2 separate regions of the Drosophila melanogaster genome follow, and region 2 is linked to region 1. The links are chromatin contacts, called in public Hi-C maps. All regions are on one chromosome and are shown on one strand. Each heading gives the region's core, a stretch centred on a gene start, on an enhancer-like site or on the middle of the called end of the contact. The rest is flanking DNA. Distances are from core to core; before and after follow the strand shown.

Region 1 (5,805 bases), core at 844-3,343:
GAACCTAACTAAGCTCACACTCTAGCAATAATACCAAAAACTATATCCACGTAATTGTTCATATCAGCCGCTGCAAGTGTCCGAATGCCCCTTATCTAATCACAGAGATTAGCTGGTGCTATGTGTGTGGTTGTTCCCCTTATTTCTTCTGCATCCGCTGTAAATGTCTCTACGGTGTATATATACATAAAAAAGCCGTTTTAGGTCTAACGCTGAGATTACATTCATGGCAGGAAACCTTGAATAGCATCGATGGCTTAGGAGGCCAGGCCGCGCTGGCGTCGCTTCACGCGTGCGTAAGGTCCCACTGCTGGGTCCATGATGAAGTCGTACAGAACCCGGGTCCAGCTGGTGTGCTGTGGCATTGTGTCGTAGAATTCCTTAGCGATGCGCTTAACCTCTGGCAGCCTGGAGCCGGGCACCGCCGGAAAGTCGTGATGCTCGTTGTGGTAGCCCACATTGAAGGTGATCCAGTTGAGCGGACCGTAGTAGGAGTACGTCTCAAAGCCCTTGGCGAACATGTAGTGCTCCGAGATAAAGTGTCCGGCCACCGGGTGCAGTCCCATTGCTAGAATACTGCCGATCAACAGATAGGCCAGTGGCTTCCAGCCCAGAAAGTAAACGATCAGGGCGTTGAAAGTTAGCTGCACCACGGTGTTAATAATCTCCAGGCGTGTAGGTGGCTTCGGGTTAATAATCAGTGGACGGAAAATGTAAAAAAAAGGCTGCAGGCACACCCACAGAAATTTTCCAAATGTGGTGTCAAACAGGCGCGCCTCCAGCAGTGTGGGTATGTCAGTGTCAATTGCCTCATCACCTTGGTAACTGAAAGGACAAATAAACGTTACAGTTTATTGAGCTGGTGAACGGTGAACAATGTATGCATAGCATGTAGTTAGCAATATAATTTTTTTAGAATGCAGATAGTTTGTGATGATTTACGTACATGACTTATTTTAGACTTAGTTGGGACTGAGAAGCGAACATTTGGGATTGGGACGTTGTTGAACGACAATCAATGATCCGCCCAATGGTGCACCTGGGCGATAAGATAAACACTATCTACGACTAGAAACATAGTGAATGACTGTAACTGTAAACATAAACAACACTCATAAAATTAGTTTGAATAATATTTCGGGAACTTTTTGCGGAAGGCGAAGCAGTGACTCAACTGAACGCGACTTGCAGCCGAGAAGTCGAGTGGCAAATCACTGAGCTACGTGACCAATTGAGCGCCTATTCGGATACACATATAACTACAACCTTATCTAATCGGCGCAATTAAGACGCACTCGATGCCCGGCAAAAGGGAACAACATGAAAACTGATTCACAAGTTTGCGGGGTGAAAATTCACATGAAACCCAATGGAGAGCAATCAGTGTTGAACAACACAAGCCGGCTTTTAAATGGATAAATGCGGAATGGGATGATGTTTTCGCTGTTTACTGTGTGACTACGCCCTATTGCCCAGAGAAAAGTGTTAATGCCCATGTGTGCGTGAGGGTGCGGTTTAGGGTATGAATTCGAACCGATTGGCACGTACCGGTGATGTTCCAGATGGTACTTTTTGAAGGAAATGCTCATGGGCAACCCGATGGGCAGGTTGCAGATGAAGCCCAAGATCCGGTTGTGCATAGGTCTGCTGTGTCCAAAGGCCAGGTTGTGCGAGATCTCGTGAACGGCCAGCATCAACGAGTGGTTGATGATGCCGCCGAAGCAATAGGCGGCCACGATGAGCCACGACCACGACAGGTCCTTCACGACGAACAGCGCCAGGATCTGTGTGAGCACCATTGCGCCGGCCACCCACTTGAAATTCGGGTCGTGGCCAAAGAGCTTCTTGATCTGCGGGTACTTCTCCAGTATGATCTTGCGCCGCGAGGCGTGCGGCTCCTCCGTGTACACCCACTCGAAGTCGGTGCGCGAAACTTTCTGTCCCATCTTGGATGCTTGGACTGGTTGCGGTTATGGGTTATTACGGGTGACGTGCTACAGGTCGGTGTTAGTTGGCCAACATTATCGACCGGCGCGAGGAAGGAAACTGTCCAAACATCCAACTGGGCGGATTGAAAAATTAATATGACCTGACGTGATAGGGCTGCGAGTCGAATCGATAGATTATCGATAGCTTGTTATCAGAATTTCAACCGATAAGTTGATGTGAAGGCTTAACGAAATGCAACTTACCCACTGCGCTTTCGTTTTAAAAGTATATGCAGTGGAGTGGTGTTGAAAGTTTTAAAAAATTAGTTTAACTTTTGGAACTCATCTTGCTTAGAGAGCTGGTTTTAAAGCGAAAGCTTATGAAATTGGCTAAAAAGGTTTGGGTTAATATGAGGTTAACCCAAACCGTACGTAACAGATACATAAAAACTTTTCAAAAACAGCCATTTTCGTTCTACTGTTTTGAGATAAGGAATTTACTTCCGCTTTGTTAAACATAATCTACAATACCACCCAATTGTATATATCCACAGCTATATCAACTCATGCTATACACCCAATAGCGGCAACCATATATTTTTTGGCCATACCCCGAAAGATATATAGCTATATGTTAATACATTTATAGATCTGGGTGGATTCGCTGTGTGTTCGTGTTTAGCGTAAAATGTTGCTTCGGTTGTCAGCTGTTTTTTAGGAGTGGTATATTTAAACATAATGTGTACATATGTATTTTGTTTTGTTTTAATATATTTTTATCAATAGTTCTAGAAAAAGCTAAAACAAAGGTGCGGCAAAAAGGTGTTCTGATATTGTGGCTTTTGCGTTTAGTTCCTCGCTCTTCTTAGCAAGTGGTATCTTGTACCTGGTTTCAGATATTACTTTTTTTAGATAGATGCAAATGTTGTTTTAAGTTTTGTTTTTTTTTTTTTATATATTTGTATATATTTGTTGTTGCTGGTTGACAACGCAGTTTTAAAATTGATGATACACAGAGAACTAAATGGATACAGAGGGGTTCCGGCTAATCGGCAATTGGTGGTGGTGTTGCTGCCGCTTCCGCTGCTGCTGATGTTACTGCTGCTGCGCCGCTGCTGAAGATGTTGCTGCTCTGTCCTGGTTTAGTCCTTTTTTTGGGTGGTCGGTCGGCTGCCTTTTCGAATTAATATTTGAATAATAAATATTTAACTTGACTTGTTGATCTTTGAATAATTTATAGTTGCGCTCGGTTATCGATTTCGCAGTTCTTGTTTGCTGTTTTGCTCACTCACTTTTTGTTTAGAATTCTTTCTTAGTTGTTTTGCGGCTCAGCAGAAAAAATTTAAATCAAATCGGCAATATTAGCAGGCATTTCCTCAATTGTTGTGTGGTAGAACTGTTCAATATCCTTAAGGATTCGTCGATCATCATCTGTAATAAAGTTGATCGCAACACCCTTGCGACCGAAACGACCACCGCGACCAATTCTGAAATAGATTGAAAGTGATGGTATCATGTTTAGTATAGCACATAGCTGAGTAGATTCAGGGGCGAGGTGGTGAGCACTTACCTATGAATGTAGTTCTCGCGGTTCGAGGGCAGATCATAGTTGATGACCAACGACACCTGCTGCACATCAATACCGCGCGCCAGTAAATCAGTGGTAATCAGAACACGAGACGAGCCCGAACGGAATTGTTTCATGATGACCTCGCGATCACGCTGCTCCATGTCGCCGTGCATGGCCGAGACGGTGAAGTTGTGGATAGACATCTCCTGGGTCAGTTGGTCCACCTGAAGAATGGGTAGACATTTTTGTTAGCAACTTATCGGCTTTGCGATTGAAACTAATCCAGCTTCACACAATTATAAGAATGAGTGAATTTACCTTGCGACGGGTGTTGCAGAAGATTACCGACTGGGTGATGGACAGCGTATCGTACAGATCGCAAAGGGTGCCCAGTTTCCAGTTCTCCTGCTTCACGTTGACGTAAAACTGCTTGATACCCTCAAGGGTCAGTTCCTCCTTCTTAACCAGGATGCTGACGGGATCACGCATGAAGCAACGGCTCACTTCGAGCACATCCGGCGGCATGGTGGCGGACAGCAGGATGACCTGCACATCTGGGGGCAGCATCTTGAAGACATCCTGGATCTGATCCTTGAAACCGCGGGACAACATCTCATCGGCCTCATCCAGCACGAACAGCTTGATGTACTGGGTGCGCAGCACCTTGCGGTTGATCATGTCGTAGACGCGGCCAGGAGTGCCCACCACCACATGGCAACCGGATTCCAAGATGCGGGCGTCTTCGCGCACGTTAGTGCCGCCAATGCAGGCGTGCGAGTGCACCTTCATGTACTCGCCGAGCGCCATCACCACGCGCTGGATCTGCGTGGCCAACTCGCGAGTGGGGGCCAGGATCAGCGCCTGGCACTCGCGAATGCTCGTGTCGATTTGCTGAAGGATAGCAATCGAGAAGGTGGCAGTCTTGCCAGTTCCTACGGAGGAGATTAAAGGTAAAATGGTTAGTATGCAGAATAGTGTGTGCTACGGACTATACACAATTACTTTTCTAACTATGTGATATTCTTATGGAAATTCAGCAAAATTCCAATTTTCGACTAACCAGTACGCCATTTGTTATGCAATTCTGTTAGGCGTAAACTTGAATGACGGAAAGATCAATGGAATAAAGACAGTTGTCCATCGTTTCATCAGGTAGCTGATGTGCCATTTCAGGGTCGAGCTGGCCACTAATCCCTGCCTATACATCGATAGGCAGGTGCAAGTGCCAGAACACAAAACAGGAGTTGAGAATGAACTATATTAATATGTATATAGAGCCTCTTTTGCAGAGCCTGCAAAATGGATTAGTGCCGAATGAGCAATGTAGGTAGATCGCATTTGGAACAGATGACCTTAAAAACGCATAGCAGCTGGAATTCGCCAAGAGCGCTCGAAGAGCGACCTTCTTTCTGGGAACTTTCTTCTGGCCTGGCGGCCGAGAAACCGAAACGCAGCTGGTCAGCGAAAAGTGGCGCGCAAGCGCAACGACGCCGACAATCGAAGAGAGCGGACGGAAGAGAGAGAGTATAAGGAGAAGAAAGAGAGTGCTGCAAAGCGGAATTTCAACAAAGAAATACAGGCGCAGCGGCTGAGTCATCGTGCTGTTTTTTCGCCGATTTTGCACATTCTCGAAAGTTTTTCTTTGTGACTGATCGAGGGGGATGATGGTGAAGATGATGATGGGGGACTCGGAGCCATTTACTCACCCGACTGGGCCTGGGCAATGACATCGCGACCCCTCACACAGGGAATGATGGCGCGCTGCTGGATGGCCGACGGCTTCTCGAAACCATAACCGTAGATGCCGCGCAGCAACTCCTCGCGCAAGTTCATGTCATCGAAGTTGTCGTACACCTCGTGCCAGGTGGACTCGATGACGCCCTCGGGTTCCATGCTGGCGGGGCCATCCTGAGGTATCTCATTTCGGTCATCCCTGCAAGAAAGCGAGAATGCGTTAGTGGGGCGGAACAGTGGAAACAACAACAAAAGCAGTAGCGGGACGGGGGTAAAAAATTTTCCAGCCACAATTGTTGGTTATGGCGAATGGCAGAAAAGCGAAAAGTAAGTAAGGCTGGTGGAGGGAGAATCGAAAACCGCGAGCGCCGCTTGGCAACCACTCACATTATCAACAATAAAGAATTGACTAGGTAAACTTATATCCTGAATTTCGACGGCTTGGGCCCGGTTCACTCAATCAACTGTTTGCCTATTTGTCTAGAACGAATAACGGAGAATTCGGGCCGAACGCCGACTGTGTTGTTTTCTCGAGCTATCGAGCGCTTTGCTTTTAGTCCGTTACGTTTGTGC
Region 2 (5,805 bases), core at 1,927-4,426, 870 kb before region 1:
AACAGCTGAATCGTTTTAAATTCAAGTGTATAAACTCTTATTTTTATTATTTTCGATCGATACTTCTAGTACTCACTTGATCAGTTGCTGAGCAGTCGGCTTTGGCATTGGCACCTCTGACAGCAGGTTGTCCAAGAACAGTTTGCATGAGTTAGAAGAGGCGTCATCGTCCCGAATGGCGGCCACGGCTCCGGTCATGAGTGGCATGCAGATAGACTGGATGGCGATGTTGCCTTTGGCCAGGGAGGACAGAGTGGAGATAAGCCACTTCTTCCCAACCAGATTGAGTATGGTTTCCGGCTTAAAGTGCGGCAATGCGGCTTGCTGTTTGCCATAGATGCAGACAAGCAGGAGCAGCGACTCACTGTGAAGCCTCTCAAACGGGCAGTTGGCCACGCGTTCCAGCAGGGCATTGCACACCTTGCTCTTGAGCTTGGTGCGGGAAACAAGCTGAGCAACGATCACATAGGCGGCCGCCATAAAGTCGATATTATCGGAAATCAGGCCACGAAGCAGCGACTCCAGAATAGTGGTGATGTGCCAGTCCTGCAGTGGTTTGGCCGTTTGCAGGGCGCCAACTACGACGGTGGCATAGAAGTTGATCTGGGCTTGCAGTTGGTGGGCTCGAGGACCCAGTTCCTTAACCGCCTTCTGGGTACTTTGGCAGATGAAGCCGAGGAAGGCGGGATTGCTGGCGGCTCTGTTAATAATAGCAGTCTTGGCTAGCGGAACGCCAGGACGCTGCAACGGGCGCAGCCAGTACCAGTCGCCATCCGATGACCGGAGCCTCATGGTCTTAACGATCTGGACAAAGATCATTGTCTCGTGATAGGGCAGAATCAGGGCCATAACTTCGCTACGGTTATACTCGTGAACCTGGAATCGTCGCAGCAACCATTCGAAGGCCATGTGTGCGGGGCGGAGCAGAAGGTACGGCGAAAGAAGGCGCAGAAACTTTGCAATGGCCGCGTCCAGCATCTTGTTAATCTCCGGCAGCTCCACGGAACGCTCCAGCGTCAATGTGGCCTCATCGAACAACGTTAGCTGGAACTCCTTGAAGGCCGGATTAAAGTCGGTCAGCTCCTGCAGTCCCGTTAACCCGATCTCATAAATGGACCGCCGATCCTTGGTGGCCGCCTCCTTGGGATCGAAGAGTATGGAGGCGCGACTTCGTGCATCTGCCAAAGTTACCGACGACTGCGGCGCAGCCAGTTTCTGCAGCTGCTGTGCCAACGCAGTACTCATTTTGGATGATCGTTTTTTCCTTTTTTCTCAAGTTAATTAAAGGTAAAAACGGAGAACAATAAATGTGCGGCAACCGCACTCCACACGTGTTTTGTTGGTGTGGCCAAAGATCTCTTGGCAGTACACAAAGTAGCTTACGGTAAATAGCGCGCATTGGCGTTAGCCAAGACCCAAACCAGTATACTACAGCTGATTTTAAACATTTTCTGTTTGAATTTATTTTATGCAATGCAATCAATAATAATAAAATATTTTTAAGACTTGCCTAACATATTAAGGCTGCCTTTGAAGCCTGTTATAATGATGTATAATAACAAAGCCTTACATGTTAATAAACAGGAATCACTTTCCCCCAGTTATAATTATAACAATTATAGTTCTAAAAATGATTTATATATTTTGCATGTGTAAAAAATACTTAATCTCGCAGAGGTACAGAATTCCGACAAACCTTACATGGAACGATTTAAAAACATATATATGAATGTACGTGATGAAATGGAACTTAATGCGATGGACATAATACGAAATTAATGAGATTTAAAAAAATCGAATACTAATCGTAATAGTTAAAAGCCTATGATAAAGCTAAAAGCAGAGCCGCTTGAGCGAGTTCTTCCTTGTGATTTTCGGATCACGGTTCTGGGCACGTTGTGGCGGCGTCAGTCGCTCCCGTGGCATCATCAGTTTGGATGGTGTGTCCAGTTCGGTGACCAGGCAACGCTCGCCGGGATGCGACTTGCACAGACAGTTGACGCAGAACCGAAACTGGCAGATGACACTGGTGCATTCGGCGAAGTTATATGGCGGTCCTTGCGGTGAAGTCCTGACCTCGTCAAGATCCAGGGACAGGAAGCGTTTGAGAGGCGGACCCGTCATGCAGGGGAATGTGCTGGTTGTACGTCCAATAGGCAGAGTTTGCGACAATAGGTTTTCGCCACACTTGGCCGCCTCGCTTATGAAAACCCGGCTGCCTCGACCGCATCGCGGACACTTGACGCGCTGCGTCTGCTCGCGCAGCACCCTTCCGGCATCCACGTCCATCAGGTGGATGCTCGAGTTGCCCGAGTCCATTAGCGAGGCGGCGCTGTTGGCCAGGCTGCTATGGTTCGAGGTCTGCAATGGCACTGTGTGGTTTGCCTTGGGCACATGGCTGCACCGCTTGGGCACGTGAGGATTCTCTTTGGTTAGATTCAATTTGAGTCGGTGGTTCTGTAGGCGCTCCAAGTCGCGTTGGCTGCGATAAACAGCCTGCTTCCAGGCCGGCGATACCTTGGTCATCACGTCCAGCGTGTGGGCGCCCACATGACGCAGTATGCACTGCAGTGCCGGTTGCCATTGCGCCAGCTTGGCCACGATATCCAGCTTTTCGACACCGCCGTAGAAGCGATTCTTGGGCGGTTCTTCTATGTGGGGAAAGAGCAGCTTTTTGGACTTCTTGGGGCTACTGTGTGGCGATTGAAAGTGTTTCTTGCGTCGCTTGGGCAGACTATGCTCATCCTGCAGACGCGGAGTCATAGAGAAAGGCTCCTCCTCCGCGGAAAATTTCTTTTGGGGCTGTGTTCTGGGATAGGGCTTGCCCCAGTAAAGGTCCTGCTCCTGGTGGCCACTGGGCGTGTTCAGCCCCCGAAAGAATGTTGTGGTATTCGATGCATTGCGACAGTTTTCGCCCTCAGCGTCCTCCAATAAAAATGGCGTCTCCGCGGTGGAATTGTGCAGCGCCAGGAAGGATGTGTAGCCAGACTCGTTCATCTCCAACTCGAAGGATGACCCTCGGCTTGGGCTCTTCTTCCGCAACGCCGCGCGCCGATAATAGGCGCTCATCTTGACCGAATTTTAAACTTTCGAATTGTTATGCTTTTCGCATCGGTTGATTGTTTTTGGGTACGGATCAGTGTGACCGCCCCAATAAAATACTAACTGGCTACTAAATAGATACCAGTTCATTGTCGGGTCAACTCAGAATGCTACGTATCGCGTTGCCAACCATTTGATATATATTATCGTGACTGTTAGGCAAACCATTTAAACTTGTGCATTAAAAGATGCCACTTGATCGGATTATTGGAATCTGACAGTTAATCGTAGACTCCTATTAACATAAGCAACTTCAGCCATTTATAAACATGTCTAAAAGAGTTCAAGCTGTACAAGATTTGAGGTTCTGGAATAAGATAGCGTTTTTTCATTCTATGCAGTGTGTACATACTTCCATATTAGCGAGTACACATTCCAAAGCTAGCGAAGACGCACTTGCGACTAATGCTCTCGAAAAAAGAAGTAAAATAAAGAATAAGAGTGATAAATAATATGTATAATCAGTTCATTAAGTTAAAAACACCAAGAATTTGACTTTCAATAAATTATATTTCCATGCCTTACGCCATAAGTATAAAATAAATACCTATATACTCAGCTTATTGCTTTAATACCAATTCGAAAATAGAAAACTTTCACTTATTAAATATGGAAATAAGTAATAGTTTGAAAACATTCACTTTATAAAAACGGGATTCCGTTTAACATCTTATATATTATTATTATATTATTATATTATATTATATTATTATATTATATTATATATATTAAAAGTGTATTTCATCGTCTTAGCTTTGAAGACATTGGTAAAATTATGTTGATAAGCTTATAAAAATACTCTCGATTAGCTGACATATGGTGCTATTTAAATTTCTACGCCTATAACAAAAAGATTTTAATCGAACATAAGTATATCTATATCTATTAAAATTGAAATCATTACAAATTATTTTATGAGATATGTCTTCTGTTCCCTGTTTGGCCCAATCAAAATTCGGCAGTCAGGATAATCTGGCCTTGGCCATCATCAGTGTCATCAAATTAACGAAAATCCCTCAATAATTTATCATTTGTTCTCCCTGACTCGTCCTTAGATTTTTTCCGTTCCGCTTCCCTCATCTTCTTCTTTGCCGCGTCCTTTGTGCCCACTGACAAATTTGCCAGCTCAAGTTTTTTGTGCAAATCATGACGGGGCATAGATTTGGGATTCATGTGAAAGTCTTCCTTCGCCGCTAGGTGGATAGTTTCGTCAGCTGTCCATAGAGTCAGCTAAATGAAGCCCCATGACCCACCACCACTGGCCAACCCATGCTCGTGCCCATTCCCATTCCAAGGACCATTTGCAACCGCCCGACGACTTCATCCACTTGCTGGGAAAGATGAGAGGTCGAGAATCTGTTGTGGTTGCCGGGGGAAAATCAATGAATGATATTTCCTTTATGAGGCTCAATTATTTGCTGCGGGGATTTGCTATTCTACCCCGGATTCTGTCATCTGGTTCGTGCCTCATTGTCCTTCTAAATGCTTTGGCAAAATATTTTGGGTATTTGCGCTGCCTTTTGTCGGCCAGCAGCTTCTGCGTTAATAATTTATGAATACTTGCTCGTTTATTGTTTTGCATTATTTATGGTTTTATTATTTGTCTATTTGCTGCCACCAAAAGGGGCGTGTCGGCGGGCAAAGATTTTGTTTTGATTTTAATTAAATCGACGGACAGACGCACATCGGCTTAATTTAAAGTCATTTGACTGTTCTAATCTCTTTTCCACTGACCGGTTTGCCCATCTTTTTTTTTTTTCGGGCGTGGATATGGCAGCATATTAATTGTCGTCGTGGCTTTGGGATTAATCTGTGGTTCATTTGGTTCGGTCCTGGGAAGTCGTGGTCACCCTGTTTGCTTTGAGATCAGAGGGATGTTAACTAATGACTTTGTCAATGGGAGCCGAATGAGTCGAACTAGGGATATGTGCTAGGCATTGATTTATCTTAGGTGTATATAGAAGATAACTGCAATGATATTTAAAGTATTATATAAAATATTACAAGATTTGCTAGAAATAATATGTTGTTGGTTGAATAATGAAGTAGTGCTCTTGCACTCATAAATATTGTTTTCAAAAATAAGTCTCAACTCATTTCCTTGACTTTACTTTAAGGACTTACATTACTTCCTGTACAAATCGCGACTTTACCATACCATGAATCTATTTGCCTTGTCCTGCTTCGAGAATGCTAACTAACCTTCACCCCAAAAACTACTGTCAACAGAACACAATTCCTTATGGCTGAGGGAAAATCCTTGAGGCAAGGCAAATCCATGTCCAAAAGGTCGCGACATATGTAGCGCATATATGCATACATATGTTTTGATGTGGAGCTATGTTTGCACGGATATTGATATGCGGCTGATTAATTTGAGTTTACGCACCAGAACGACCCGGAATGATGACAAATGGGGGAAAGGAAGGGCAGCTCCTGTCAATATTTGCACTCAATCCGTACATATGCTCTAATTATTATCCTTTTGGCAGTGGGCAGTGCCCTGTTTTGGCATTATGTCGCTGCACGCACACCCATTCCACTCCATTGGTGCTTTAACCCATGACAGCCCGATCAAACATGGGTCGGTCGCTCGAATCAACTAATTATGGTAATTTACCGCGGAATGTCAACAAATATTTTGTAACCGGTTATTTTATCGCACGGCCGCGACTCACGTAAGTCCTTCGACCAAGGAAGGAA

The links. Hi-C and Micro-C count contacts between places; a contact is called where the count stands out from the background.
Region 2: a contact with region 1 is called in a Hi-C map of the Kc167 cell line, with 2.2 times the contacts expected there. The contact joins the promoter of Rca1 here to the promoter of ifc in region 1. A contact is called at or near these places in 2 of 107 Hi-C or Micro-C datasets (the Kc167 cell line and the S2 cell line).

The regions. Positions count from the first base shown.
Region 1 is chr2L:5,982,636-5,988,440 of dm6, reverse strand. It overlaps ifc (infertile crescent), which reads right to left and starts at 2,093. Exons shown (of 2, transcript NM_057246.5): 1 at 1,549-2,093; 2 at 1-825. The coding sequence starts at 1,946. The coding sequence ends at 258. eIF4A (eukaryotic translation initiation factor 4A) reads right to left here. Exons shown (of 5, transcript NM_001258978.3): 2 at 5,205-5,431; 3 at 3,817-4,430; 4 at 3,499-3,722; 5 at 2,532-3,415. The coding sequence ends at 3,271.
Region 2 is chr2L:6,849,686-6,855,490 of dm6, reverse strand. It overlaps Rca1 (Regulator of cyclin A1), which reads right to left and starts at 3,176. Exons shown (of 1, transcript NM_057866.3): 1 at 1,625-3,176. The coding sequence starts at 3,069. The coding sequence ends at 1,834. l(2)k09022 (lethal (2) k09022) reads right to left here and starts at 1,349. Exons shown (of 4, transcript NM_135235.3): 1 at 77-1,349. The coding sequence starts at 1,245.